2 separate regions of the Danio rerio genome follow, and region 2 is linked to region 1. A link is a contact called in public HiChIP or PLAC-seq data. All regions are on one chromosome and are shown on one strand. The core of a region is the stretch at or near the end of the contact, and the rest is flanking DNA. Distances in the headings are between cores, read along the strand shown. Region 1 holds the start of lin28b (lin-28 homolog B (C. elegans)). Region 2 holds the start of tfap2d (transcription factor AP-2 delta (activating enhancer binding protein 2 delta)).

Region 1 (7,039 bases), core at 2,620-5,119:
CCTATTGTGCACTACTGTGGTGTTTAAGAACTCTAAAATCAGTATAGATTTTCTCAATAATTATTTTCCTTTCAACAAATCAAGACCTTAATGAAAATCTAAAAAATAAATAGATAGATAGATAGATAGATAGATAGATAGATAGATAGATAGATAGATAGATAGATAGATAGATAGATAGATAGATAGATAGATAGATAGATAGATAGATAGATAGATAGATAGATAGATAGATAGACTTCGTCATTAAACTCATCATGCAATCTGATTGCTTTTGCGGAACAACTGCCTGATCAAATACAAATATAAGAAATATTCAAAAGGTAAAAATTCCAATGTTTTTCACTGTAATTAATCAGAAAATATGTATCAGGTTATGTCAGTCTTTAAGGGAAAATAAAAGAAAAACCGTAAACACTAATCAAACATAAGATGGATTGTTTTTGAGGAACAAACGACAAACAAGAATTGCTTATCAAATATAAATATACGAAATATTACTAAATTTCAGCTAAATGCATTAATAAACAGAAGCATTCCTCATTAAAAGAAAAGACGGGGCTGATGTGTCTTCCACTAGCTGTTATGGTACTGAATTGCCACATAATAAATTTACATTTAATTGTAACAATAGTTTTCACTGTCGCTAAACTGAAAATATGTATAATGTTATGTCAGTCTTTCAGGTAAAAATAAAAGCAGTAAACACTGATCAAACTGAAATTGTAAAAAAATATATATATATAAAAAAAAAATATATATATATATATATATATATATATATATATATATATATATATATATATATATATATATATATATATATAAAATAGATTGCTTTAATACATGTTCAAGGTAGAACTATTGTGCACTAATGTGATGTTCAATAACTCTAGGATCAGTATAGATTTTCTCAATAGTTATTTTACATTATTTCCCTTTCAACAAATCAAGACCTTAACAAAAATCTAAAAAAACAATATATAATGTGTAAATAATATAACAATAAAAATAACTGTAATTCAGTAACAACAAAATATATTAAAACTACGTATTTAAGAAACAGCTATTGTGCGGTACTGTGATGTTTAATAACTCGGTAAGATAGATAGATAGAAAAAAAAATCATAAAAATAAAAAATACACAGACAGACAGAAATACAGATCCCAATGTTTACGCTGTCCAAGCTAGCTGTTATGTTGTTGAAGCTTCTTATTTTATATAACAATAGCGATGAGCCATTAAATACAACAACATGCATAATATTTGGCTATCTCTTTGGAGAACAAAGCAAACAAAAAACACCAATCTAATATAGAAATCTACAGCAAAATATCTTGATCAATGTTAAAATGACAAAAACAATGACAAACCCCCCCCAAAAATACTATTGGAATTCTGCTAATACATTATGGCATTTAAAAACATTTTATCTAATCAAGAAGATAGAATGACAGATGTAATTTATTAAAGTGAAATATATTACACTTTTTATAAATGTGATAGATAGATAGATAGATAGATAGATAGATAGATAGATAGATAGATAGATAGATAGATAGATAGATAGATAGATAGATAGATAGATAGATAGATAGATAGATAGATAGATAGATAGATGTATTTTCTTTGAAATTATGCATATTTCAAAACCGCTTTCATCATCAAACTCATCATGCAATCAGATTGTTTTTTAGGAACAAACGACAAACAAAAATTGCTTATCAAATATAAATACACAAAATATTTCAAGTCCAGCTAAATACATTAATAAACATAAAAACATTTCACAATAAAAAGAAAAGATAAAGCTGCTGTTTTCAATTTGAAAACTTTAAATAAAATGTATCTTTAACAAACACTACAAGCTGTTATGTTACTGAATTGCCACATAATAATTTTACATCAATTACAATGAGTTCTCACTGTAGTTTATTCAGAAAATTTGTATAATGTTATGTCAGTCTTTCAGGGAAAAAAGAAAAACAGTAAACACTAATCAAACATAAATGGGGGAAAAAACTAAAATAGTTTGCTTCAATACGTGTTCAAGATAGATAGATAGATAGATAGATAGATAGATAGATAGATAGATAGATAGATAGATAGATAGATAGATAGATAGATAGATAGATAGATAGATAGATAGATAGATAGATAGATATGACTAGGTGTGTATCCTGTGCAAACTAGCTTCTGTTATTGAATTTCAGATTTTCAAGGATTATGCAGATGCGTTTCGTAACAATGGAAATGTTAAGTCACATGAATCATTTTACCATCTCATTAACATCCAGCAAGTACAAACATAACACTGCTCGACAATAGTATCAAAGACAGATTACAAGAACACAATGTAACCGAAATCAGCCAAACTGACAGCAGAACAACAGTTGAGCCCGCGTGCTAATGGAACTCAGAAGAAAGCTCTTGTTCGGCCCGCTTTTGTTCTTTTCATTTGCATATTCTATTTTAAGGAACCATAGAACGCATGGAAAATGATGAAAGGGGATAATTTCCGGTTTAGCACACGTGTCCGAATTGATTTAGCTCTCAATGTACATTTGAAAGGGCGAAATATTGTGTGAAGGGAGCTGAACGACACCCATGTAAACACGAGAGCACATGATGTTCAGTACAACGGTGCACACTGAAAATCGCCTCAAAAGTGCGATTGTGAAAGCGGTGTGCTTCGTGTGACAGATTTTCCGACATGTTTATCAGACATGTTTCTCTGAGCACTACATTACTAGTTGTCGCAAAAAAAACACTCTTTTTCCCCTAATTAAATCTTGAGGTTCCTTTAAGAGCTGCCGCGTAAATACCTCCTTGTTTACTACTAATACGGCGTTCTTGTGATTATATCAATGGAGGTGATCCAGAGTAAAGATGTTTTTAGGAGTGAGTAGTGCGGCTCTTAAAGTGACAGGGGATGAAAACACAAGCGCATGTTTACTTCTGCTTTCCACGAGCACATCTGCTGATGTCAATGAGATGCGACAGATAACGTGAAAACGGGTGAAGGAGAAAGGCTGCAAGCACAGCGAATGAGCCCAGTGGACTTACTTGGTGAACGAACACGTCTAGCGGAGGGTCCACTGGCTTCCCCTCGCTGCTGGTCATCGATATAAATCCAAACCCCATGCGGACATTGAACCACTTGCAGTAACCCGAGCCAGACAGACTCTGCGGCGGAGTCCTGGCGGTGTCCGACCCGCCACCTCTGCGCGGCCCTCCTGTGCGGTCAAGAGAGAAAAGCCCATGATGATAAGGATGATGATGTTTGTTTGCTTGTGTGTTAATGAGATGTAGCCTACACTTCTCGATATGCACAATGACCGTGGGCAGCGATTCTGAGGGAAATCCCCAACTACTACTCAATAAACACGCGTTCAAATCACCGATGGGCCCTGACCACCATAGACGCCCCCTACTATTTATGATTAATGAGTTTTTTCAATGGCAAAGTCTCAGACTTGAACAATGTGTTGCTCCAAGCCTCGTTACATCCTTTCTTACTCTCCGAAAAGCTATAGAAAGTGAATCAAAAGTAGAGGTACACCTCTTCGGATGGGATGGCGCAGTGTATTGCGATTGCACAATCTGTTTAGTTTTGTAGCTACACTACAACTTTTTGTGCTCGTGCATCTACCGTATGTAAACCGCCTGGTGTGGGGCAGGTGTGCACACGTTACCCGGCCCCCCTCTCTCGTCCGCTCCCACCCCCCTTCAATGCCACTGGCGCAAACGGCTCTTCAGCACGCGTACAAACAACGTAAACAAAGCGCGGCGGTGCGCGTGCAACAATAGGACTTCCCACGTGAACGCGGAAAAAAAGAATAAAAAAAGCATCGTAACCTTCGGCCATGTTTCCCCGCGGACCCTCCGTTCCAAAGTTCCAGCGAAATCGTTTCCTCCGTGAAATGGGGTGATGCGCGTCACCGTCGATCCGACATCCCGATTTCCAGCGGGCACAAATTTAGCGCGCATGGTACGGCGTGCGTCTCCTTTTTGGATATTTAGTCATGTCTCTTTTAACATCTCCTATCCTCTCTCTTTCCCTCCCTCGCGCACTCGCTCACTCTCTCTCTCTCTCCCGCTCTCCGTTTCTCATTCGCTCGTTCGCAGCGCTGCACACGTGACTCCTCCGTGAGCCCGGGAGAGGGAGCGGACTCGGAACCGGGCTGGACTTCGAGCTCTTCGGCTGCGTCACGTAAAAGCATCTCCGTTTGAACAGGTTTAGTTTTAAAAGCGTGCTTTAGCGTCTAAAATTTTGTTTTTGCACGTGTTTGGTTATTCAAAGGAACAAAAAGTCTAGAATCGGTCTCCTTTATATGTAACAATTTTAATGATGCGTTATGTAACCAAATTCCAGCCGCTGGTAACCACAGTAGTTATACTTTGTAGCCTTATGAAAGGAAATACTTGTATAACACTTCATTTTGTAATGTTCTCACTTTTTCGAGCGACGACAACAGATTTTCCAGAATTTATCTGAAAACAGTGTAGCCTATTTTTCGAGAGGTGTATACATTTACATTAACATTCAAACTAAAAACTGTTGTATTATGCTAAGTTGTTGGAATTAAAAGTATAGCGCATACATTTATGTAGGTATTCTTTAGTATGCAATTATGAGAACTTTTAAAAAATCGCTTAAATCAATGTGTTTCTCTTCTGCTGATCAAGTTTTTCTTTTGTTTTAACATTGCAGATTATAGTTTGTTAGACATGAGGTCATCACTAATTGTCGTTTGTTGAAGCACGCTGCAGTTTGCGTTAGTTGTTTGCTGCAGTACAAACGATGAGACTGAACTAGAATAAGAAAAGCTTATTGACCAAGTCCTCGCAGACACAATGTTTTAGTGGTTTACCAAATATTCAGGCACCTATAAATACTTAAGGCAAAAGTGCACTTGTTGAAAGAACGAACTTAAAAAAACATAAACTTTTAGACGGTTAGTGTAAATTTCCACTGAATTGAATTATAGCCACACAAGCGGCATTATCTGTACATTGATGAAAAGGCAGCATTGATCCAAAACCACCAGCAGATCACTTTAATAAATAGCATGAGAGGAAAATGGAATGTTCTACATGACAACATGGAACGCATAGAATGGAATCAGTCGGAGGATTCTATGTTCCTTTATGTGTGTGTGCTTAGTGTGTTCGTTAGAACTGTATCTCAGTGATCACTTAAAAAATAATGACATAAAAAGTCAAGCTATAGCCAAATGCACCAATCCAACAAATCGAAATTCAAGTAATAATTATCATAATCACAACTAAAATAATGATCTCCTGTTATAAAAAAATTACGTTTAGTTTCTGCAAGAAATTCGTTCTGATTGGAACCTGAATCCTTGCTGAGGATGTTTTTCCCTGTCTTTGAGTCAGAGGAAAAACACGTTGAAAGAGTGAATCAACAACTACCCCCACCGCTTGTACGCCCCGCCCACTTCACCCACCCCCACCCATGTATGCCGACCACCCTCCGGAATTCACCCCTGCCCCCAAAACCTCCACCCCCTGCGCCAGAGCTGCTACAGGAGATGCTATGTGTATATGTGTGTGTGTGTTTGCTGGTGCGTGGAGGGGATGATGGTGGTCGTGCCATTACGGCGCAGGTCATGGAACTGGTCACCGGTGTCAGATGTTATGGAGTTTCTCATTTCCTGCACGAGGGTTTCCTATCCACCATTCATAAAATAGCCCCGAGAGTGCCGGCAAACGCGTCCCACGCGGTCACGGACACACCCTACATGTCCCCATTTGATCCCGTTAAAGTTCACAAGAATCGAAAATGCACATATTGATAAAAGAAGAAGTTTAATAGTTTTTAATAGTTTGTGTCTTTATTGAAAGCGCAAAACGGCGACGCATATCTTCAGAGAATCCTTCAGCACTGATACTGATCCAAGGGGAAAAATACGCATTGAGATGTTAAAGTTTAAATAAAATAAACACCAGCTTGGCGTAAATCAGCAGCAGGTTATTTAAACGAAATATTTGTATACACAAGTTAATGTTTTACATATTGAGTTCAGTGCTGGACTGATTAGCAATAAGAGCCCCAAGTCGTGCATAAAATATATAAAAAATTGATTGTATATTAGTTTTGAACGCGTTACTTTTGAAGCTGTGGAGTTTGTAAGTAATTTTAAGCGCTCTTCAAATCAACGACACAAAACTTTAGTCATTATATTTTATGTAAACATTTGAATAAATAAGAATAAACTACACTGTAAAAAAAACATGGTTGCCCTAAATTTTTAAGCTGAATCAAATTAAACTTATATTATGTTAACTGACAGCTTGCTTAACTTATAAAATTAAGTTAGAACATGATTAGCTTAGTTTAATAAGTTACACTGAACTAAAACATTTGCTGTTATGACTAATTGACAATATAATCTTTTACAGTGTAGCAAAAATGTGACTCAACAACTAAAGGATACATATGCAATATTTTCAACAATACATAAAGTGTTCAATTAAAACTTGCAATCCTGAATTGTTCATAAAACACAATAAACTTTTACAGTTTCACTTTTGAAGGACCTCGTTTTTCTTTCAAAGAAATAAACAAAACTTTTTGTTTCTCTTTGGACACCATTGGTTCAAATCCAAACTCAACCAAACACCAGACAAATTATTTCCTCCTGTGAATTTGTCTTTTATATTAGTGCTATCCAAATGTACATTATATTGAAATGCAATGTAGAACACATGCATTGCAAATTGACATTTTAATTCACAAGCTCAGCATTTTTAAATTTACAAATTAACTTAAAAGAATTTTAAAAAACGACTGAACAAAGGAAATATTTAATTTGGTCTTGATTTCATACCATTTAGTTGTACTTTGCCTTCAAATGGATGAACTTTGAACAACCATATTTTGGAGCATTGCTGATTTACTTCTAATGTTCATGCGCTCGCATAAATGACATTATTGTTAGGCTCGTATTTATTTATAGGCAAAACACTTTATAAATACAGGGAATATCTGACTTACCCATTAGCTAAACAATA
Region 2 (6,966 bases), core at 1,563-4,062, 240 kb before region 1:
GACGCTTTTAATCCAATGTTAAATCAATTACAGTTAACTCTGGGCCAAACTGGGATGGACACCTCCTCTTTAAAAAAAGTTTCATTTTGCATCTGTTATTTTTATTTCTAATTTTGCGTGGATTGGCGGCGGATTTACGTATAGTGGAACCATCTCGAGGAGCATCCAGACCGAACAGATGGACTCGAGCCCTGACCGGTACAGCGTGCATATGTGCATCCGCTGTTGTGCGCGTTAAGCCCTATTAAGACCGTCTACCGTGCAACTGGTGCTTCGCTCAATCCCGCGAGCACTCGCAGACTACACAAGCGAAAGCTTCTAATCCCTCACGTGAGAGGACGGGTTCTCTCGCGCTCACATCGTGTAATTTACAGTCTGCCTGGAGGCCTTAGATATATATCTGAAACCAGACCGTGTTATTTCATAAGAGCCTCCTGCTGGGCGATTCGTTTCCTATGTCACCCCCAGACCTTTAAAGTGCATTTATGGCACAACAACCTGCTCGTTTTATTGAATTATTTACATTTTAAGTTTATTTTACCAACTATTCGTTTAATATTACTGTTATGAACCGTTTCATTTTGTTAATCTCATTTGCCTATGAACATTTCCTGCTTGTTAAACTATTTCCTAATTGTAACAAGAGACAATTTAATCATAACTTGACGTTAAATGTCTGTCATAAAATTATTTATCAATATGTTGGTCTTTTTGGATTCTCGGAAGCTATGGAAATTAAAAATGTAAAAGACTATTATTGTTTGCATCCCTAAAAATGGTCTATACGGTTTCACACAAATGAATTCAAGTTGTCCCAACACAAACTGGCTAGGTTAAAGGGATAGTTCACCCAAAATTAAAATGCACTCTTTGTTCATCCTCGAGTGGTTCAAAACCTTGATAAGTTTATTTCTCTTGCTGAACACAACAGAAGATATATTTAGGAAAGCTGAAAAGCTATAACGATTGACTTTAATATAGGAAAAATCAATAGCTTACTATGGAAGTCAATGGTTTCAGGTTTGCAGATTTCTTAAATATATTGTTTTGTGCTCAACCGAAGGTAAATAAAAGTAATTTAGCTTGGGTAAAGAAAATTAGGGAAACTAGGACTTTTTTACGTTAATTGTTTTTTTTTAAAGTGGATTAAACATAAAATAATTAAGTTATGCCAAAAAAAATCTCAAGAATTGTTTCTAACAAGTACTTTAAACAAGCAGCAAAAATCCTTTTTTTAGTGTATCTTGTGTCATGTTAATCTGAATTAGTCCTGGTGTTCGGAGATCACACATTTCCTTTCTGTTTTGTTTGCCTGAGAAAAAAGAGAGAGAGAGAGAGCCAATGATGTAGGCCTCCTCAATAATGTCTACTTAAAACAACATCAGCCGTTTTAGCTCGCCCATTAAATGAAAATAAAATGAGGCTTCCCTTCTCTCACGTTGTTTTGTGAGTTAAAGATTTATGAAGCGGAATACGTCAGTATATGTGTATGTTTGTGTGAGAGGATCCTCCCTTTGCGCGAGACACCGGGCGCTTGAGGCGTCTCCGTCCGCCCTTCTCATGCACGAGGGCGCGAGCCCGCGGTAATGGCGGTAATTTGGGTTAAATAAGGAGCATCAGCTTTTTAAACGCTTAAAAATTGCCAAACCTCTTGCAGACACACACACAAAAAACCTTAACTCGGGTATTTTGCTTCTGGGGAGGGAGGAGACTTTCAGAAACGGTGAGAACGAGGCAAATGACTGGTACTCACTTAAACACACACACACACTCACATTTGTACATCAGCTGAAAGTGTTTCCTGTTAAACGTCATGACTCATTTTATTATTTTTTTTCTAGTTAAATATTCATATTAGGAAGTTTATCGCAGACCGTGGGTGAAACGGTTGTCCGTGTCTTTTCATGCACCTGTGTGGCTCTTAAAACGTAAATTTGACCGACAGGTTGATTTGAGCGATGACCCCCCATGCACGCGCGCCCCACTCATCATCCTAAACGTGCACAAAACACTTCCAGCGTGGGTCAGACCGTCACTGTCCCGGTTCCGTTAGCCGTGAACAGAACACAAATGATACATGTTGAATGGAATGGCTGCGGTGTAATTAAACTGGACATAAAGTGTGTACAAAGTGCGGATGTTGTCAAAAAAAAGGGCATTGCTAAAGTACTATATAAAAGTAATATATAAAAGCAAAATACTACATAGAAATAGCGTCGATTAATGTACACAACTGATGAAAAGGGGAGTTAAAATAGACTATTTATATACTATAGCTTTGAAACAGTATTTAAATAATTCTTGCACTAATGTTTTCGCTCGACATTATCTATAAATTAAGTTTTCGATCAAAATAATAAAGAAAATGCGTGATTGTGGTTAAAAGTGTTCTTAATTCGTTCTGTTATTATTTGCAATTAATTTTTCTTTCATGCAATCGCTTCTCTCCTAAATCAAAATAAAAGTAATTGATAAAACAAACCGAGACCACATTACGAATAAGTGAAATTTAGAAATGTTTAATCGTGCAAAATAACAGCGATACAAAATACACCAAGTTAAACTTACGTGTTGTTGGGAAAAAAAATCCAAAAAGCAGGTAAATGGTAAAGCCGCGAGGAAAACGGAGACAAATAAAACTGGCCCTGCTAAAGAAAGCACAAACGACCTTAAAGAAATGTCCACAAAAATCATCAAAAATGTTGAAAGCGCACTTGGTTCCTTATTAGGCGAAGATACAATATTTATTCCGTGTCTCCAGGGATGAGGCTGCTCTCTCTATTGTCCTCCCTTTCCTCAATGCTGATGCTTAATTTTCAAAACTTCTATATTACCAAGGGACCTACGACATCAGCCGGAGAAATACCCAGCAAGTACAAAATCCGAGCCAGGGAGCGCTTTGTGCAGAGGGGAGGCATTTCAGCCGCTTTTACCGACAGCGCGAGGCGACATTTCATTTTCACGCGCTATTTTGGGGATTTTTTTTCTTTCATTCGTCCAACAGCGCGAGGAAATCGGGTTATTGGATCGCGAGAATGTCAGCCACATTTCCGGGACTGGTGCACGATGCGGAGGTATTTAAATTCATTTCTTACCACTTCACAAAAATCCTCTAATTTAATTTAATTTAGCGTAGCGTCGGATGGAGGGGAATTTGTGATTGCTTAGCACAGCGGAATGGAAGTTAATACTTGTGATGGGAGTTTGCTGCAAAGGCGAGGATAACTATTCAGTTCTGCTGAAAATACGTTGTGCTATATTTGTTGTTGTTTTTTTTCTCTCATTGATATAAATTGCTCTCGATGGTTCATGTAAATAAAATATCTCCGCCGTGATTTGGACTATATTTGCTCTTTCTTTATTTCTTAATAACAATCATAATAATTATCTCAGTAGCAGCAGTAGTGCAGACCCTGGTGTCTTGTGCTTACCTGCGGTGAAACGGGCGTAGATTGTTGGGACTAAAAGGCTTTTAATAGCGATTGCACGGACGTAGTAATAATAATATAGTCAAATAACAGACTCCGTGGCAAATGATAGACAAGTGAGGGAGGAAAAAACGCTGTGAGCTCGTGGAGCAGTTTGCAGTGTGTTTCACGCACTCCCTCCCAGGCACGGAGAGATGACATCGCCGTCAGGTACTTTTCTAAAGACACTTTGAGCTGCTGTGTGTGTTTGTGTGTTTGGGGAAGGTTTGAGTTTCCGCCGCGTGAGAAATGCGCGCGGATCGCTGCGAGCGCGTGTAAATGACATCCCTCATATTTTTCTCTTTTTTCCCCGCACAGATACGTCACGACGGATCAAACAGCTACCGTTTGATGCAACTCGGATGCTTGGAATCTGTGGCCAACTCGTCTGTCGCTTACTCTTCATCGTCTCCGCTTACATACCCAGCTACCGGAACCGAATTTGCCTCCCCGTATTTTCCCACGAACCACCAGTACACGCCCTTACACCACCAGTCGTTCCACTACGAGTTCCAGCACAGCCACCCGGCCGTGAACCCGGACGCGTACTCGTTAAACTCTCTGCATCACTCGCAGCAGTATTACCAGCAGCTCCATCACGGCGAACCGGCGGACTTCATCAACCTTCACAACGCCCGGGCGCTCAAGTCTTCGTGCCTGGACGAGCAGCGAAGGGAACTGGGCTGCCTGGACGCGTACCGCAGGCATGACCTGTCAATCATGAGCCACGGCTCTCAGTACGGCATGCACCCCGAGCAAAGACTGCTGCCCGGGGCGGGTCTGGGGCTGCCGCCACCGGGGGCCGATGACCTACAGGTACACCTCACCGACATTCTACCGTTCAAGCACAAAACACAAACACACACACGCTCAACGGTGTCGTCTGCAGAAAAGTCGACGCCTTCAGGGATGTTGCATAGTCACTTTCACTGCCCGAACAGAAGAAATGATTGCCCGAGGGCTCGAAAAAAAAAACATCCGGAAAAAGAAGGCCGTGCGATCACCTTTTGCGGCCTTGATGATTTCGCACAACGAATAAATTGATCGAATAACGCACAATAGTAAGCTACTCTTTACAAATAAATTGCGTATAAACGAAGAAAATACATAGTGAAAAAATAACAGTCGGTGCATGAGAAACGCATAAATTACCGATGCGTGAAATAAAGACTTTTTAAAGCTGCATTTGGAAACGTTTGGATGCACCGCATTTGAGTTGATTTAACCAGCGGATTTTACATATTTAATATAGTGAATATTGAGAAGTCTGCGCGTATGTCGGGCCTCGCTTCTGTAAAGCCGCTGTTTCTTTTTCCTCTGTTAAAAGGCGGATTAAGGGCTTGAAAAAGTGCGAACAAAAGGCAAATCCTCCGCTGTAGAGCACCGTAGTTTATCCAATTTAGGACTTAATGTCAATCAACTGGTTATTTATGCACAGACATCTGAAACAGCTCAAGTTTAACCGGTAAGTCAAAAATATGTTAAGATCAAAATAATTACCCAGTGCTTTTAAAACGCAATGCGACGGCGAATTTAAATAGAAATACATTTTATGTATTGAAATAAATAATTTTAGACATTGCTATTTTTTGGAAATTTTATTTCACTGCATATAAATATTTATAATTGTATACTAAAATTATAGATTTGAATGATAACGCTGACGTAATCTAAACTGTAGGATTATACAAATTATACTACAAGATAGATATGAATGTACACACTCTTGTTTTAATATTTTGATTAACATATATTTGTTACATAATATTTTTTGTTTTGTGCATGTTTTACAGCGCATGTGTAAATAATATACACATTTGCAAAATAAAATAGTACAATAGTAAAAATATGAAAGTAATATAAAACATTTGCAAAATATAATAGTATGATAAAACTATTGTAATAGTAATATAAATACATTTGCAAAATAAGCATTGTTTTCTAATAAAATAGTACAGCTGGGGTTGATATTGGGTTAACATTATTGCATATATATTTTATATATATATATATATATATATATATATATATATATATATATATATATATATATATATATATATATATATATATTTAATTATTTATTTATTTATTTATTTATTTATTTATTTATATGTACTCCAATCTATGCTATAGTACTCCAATATATATTGCAGTACTATAGTATAGAATGTCCGAAAACATTCGTACTAAACTGCTTTAATATTTTGTAGTAACAATGCAATTTTGTAATGTGCTGCTTTTATAATATTGTTTTTTCTTAACGCTTTTAACAGCTGTAAGTTTAAGCGTGTTGAGAAAAAAACGCAAGATTCTTTAGTATTGCTGTCGCGTGTTAAGGAACATTCTGCACACGCACACAAAAAGACCCACAGGAGAACAGACACAAAAACACAGAAAGCAACACATACGTCCCGTGAAAAGCTTTTTGGACCTTTCTTTGGTGCTGAATGAAACCGTGCGCTCGGTGAAGGCCGCGGAACAGATGCGGGCAGTCTCGTGCGCACAAGCGCATCTTTGAGCCGCTAAACAGATTTGGCACGCGGAACAATAGAAGCTGCCGCACCTTTAACACGCACACGCGTAATTTATGCCTGATCCGACGGGTTTGTATATTGATTTTATAATCACTTTAACTGCGGGGAAAAGAAAAATAGAGCAGGAGTTTGTTAAAGGGTTACAAGAGCACGCCAGTATGGTGTCAATATGGATGTGAGTGTGTGGGTGAAATATGTGTGCTTTTCTTTTTTTTTTCTTTAAGAGAGAGAGTGTGTGTGTGTGTGTCTGACTTGGCCTCCAGACTGGTCGTGGCTCGTGAGACGGATTAACTCTTTTCTTTTGATGCAATCCAATGTTCCTTCGGCTGATGACATCACTGATAAGAGAAAGTAAAATAATAATCTGTTGGTTTGACATCATAATGTAACAGGTGCCGTTACTTCTGAAACTTAACAACCTGTTAGCACGTGCTCTGTTTAATGTGTCACACTCATCACAATATTTAAGAATGGTTCATTATGGATTATGAAGTTCAGATATTTATGTTTGTTTGTTTAGGGATCTGTAGACGCGCAATGCGGACTCGTGTTAAATGGCCAAGGTGGTGTGATCCGGAGAGGTAAGGTCACAAATACACACGCAAATAGAAAGTTATTTATTTTTAATTTGTTTAAATATATTTATTTTAAGTTCTAATTGTGTTTTCATTGACATGTCTGCTAGATATAGTTTAAAATATTTAAAATTATATACAAATCGCCAATTTATTGAATACATTTTATAGGCTACTGCTTTCCATTGACGAGATAAATAAATAAATAAATAAATAAATATATATATATATATATATATATATATATATATATATATATATATAGATAGATAGATAGATATAGATATAGATTTAGCGCCTTTATATTTAATCTCTTTAAAGAAAAGCAAATGGTAACATTTTAATTACGATGAAAGCAAGCATTTTTAGTATTTATACGTCAATCAA

What was found. HiChIP or PLAC-seq counts read pairs in DNA pulled down with a chosen protein or histone mark.
Region 2: a contact with region 1 is called in an H3K4me3 HiChIP or PLAC-seq map of gastrula embryo, with 2.9 times the contacts expected there. The contact joins the promoter of tfap2d here to the promoter of lin28b in region 1. A contact is called at or near these places in 2 of 4 datasets of contacts at active chromatin or transcription factors (embryo and gastrula embryo).

The regions. Positions count from the first base shown.
Region 1 is chr20:50,672,729-50,679,767 of GRCz12tu, reverse strand. lin28b (lin-28 homolog B (C. elegans)) reads right to left here and starts at 3,869. Exons shown (of 4, transcript NM_001301416.1): 1 at 3,860-3,869; 2 at 3,068-3,237. The coding sequence starts at 3,869.
Region 2 is chr20:50,916,288-50,923,253 of GRCz12tu, reverse strand. tfap2d (transcription factor AP-2 delta (activating enhancer binding protein 2 delta)) reads left to right here and starts at 2,812. Exons shown (of 8, transcript NM_001025546.1): 1 at 2,812-3,074; 2 at 3,786-4,283; 3 at 6,525-6,585. The coding sequence starts at 3,036. LOC137488700 (a long non-coding RNA gene) reads right to left here and starts at 2,937. Exons shown (of 3, transcript XR_012396113.1): 1 at 2,569-2,937.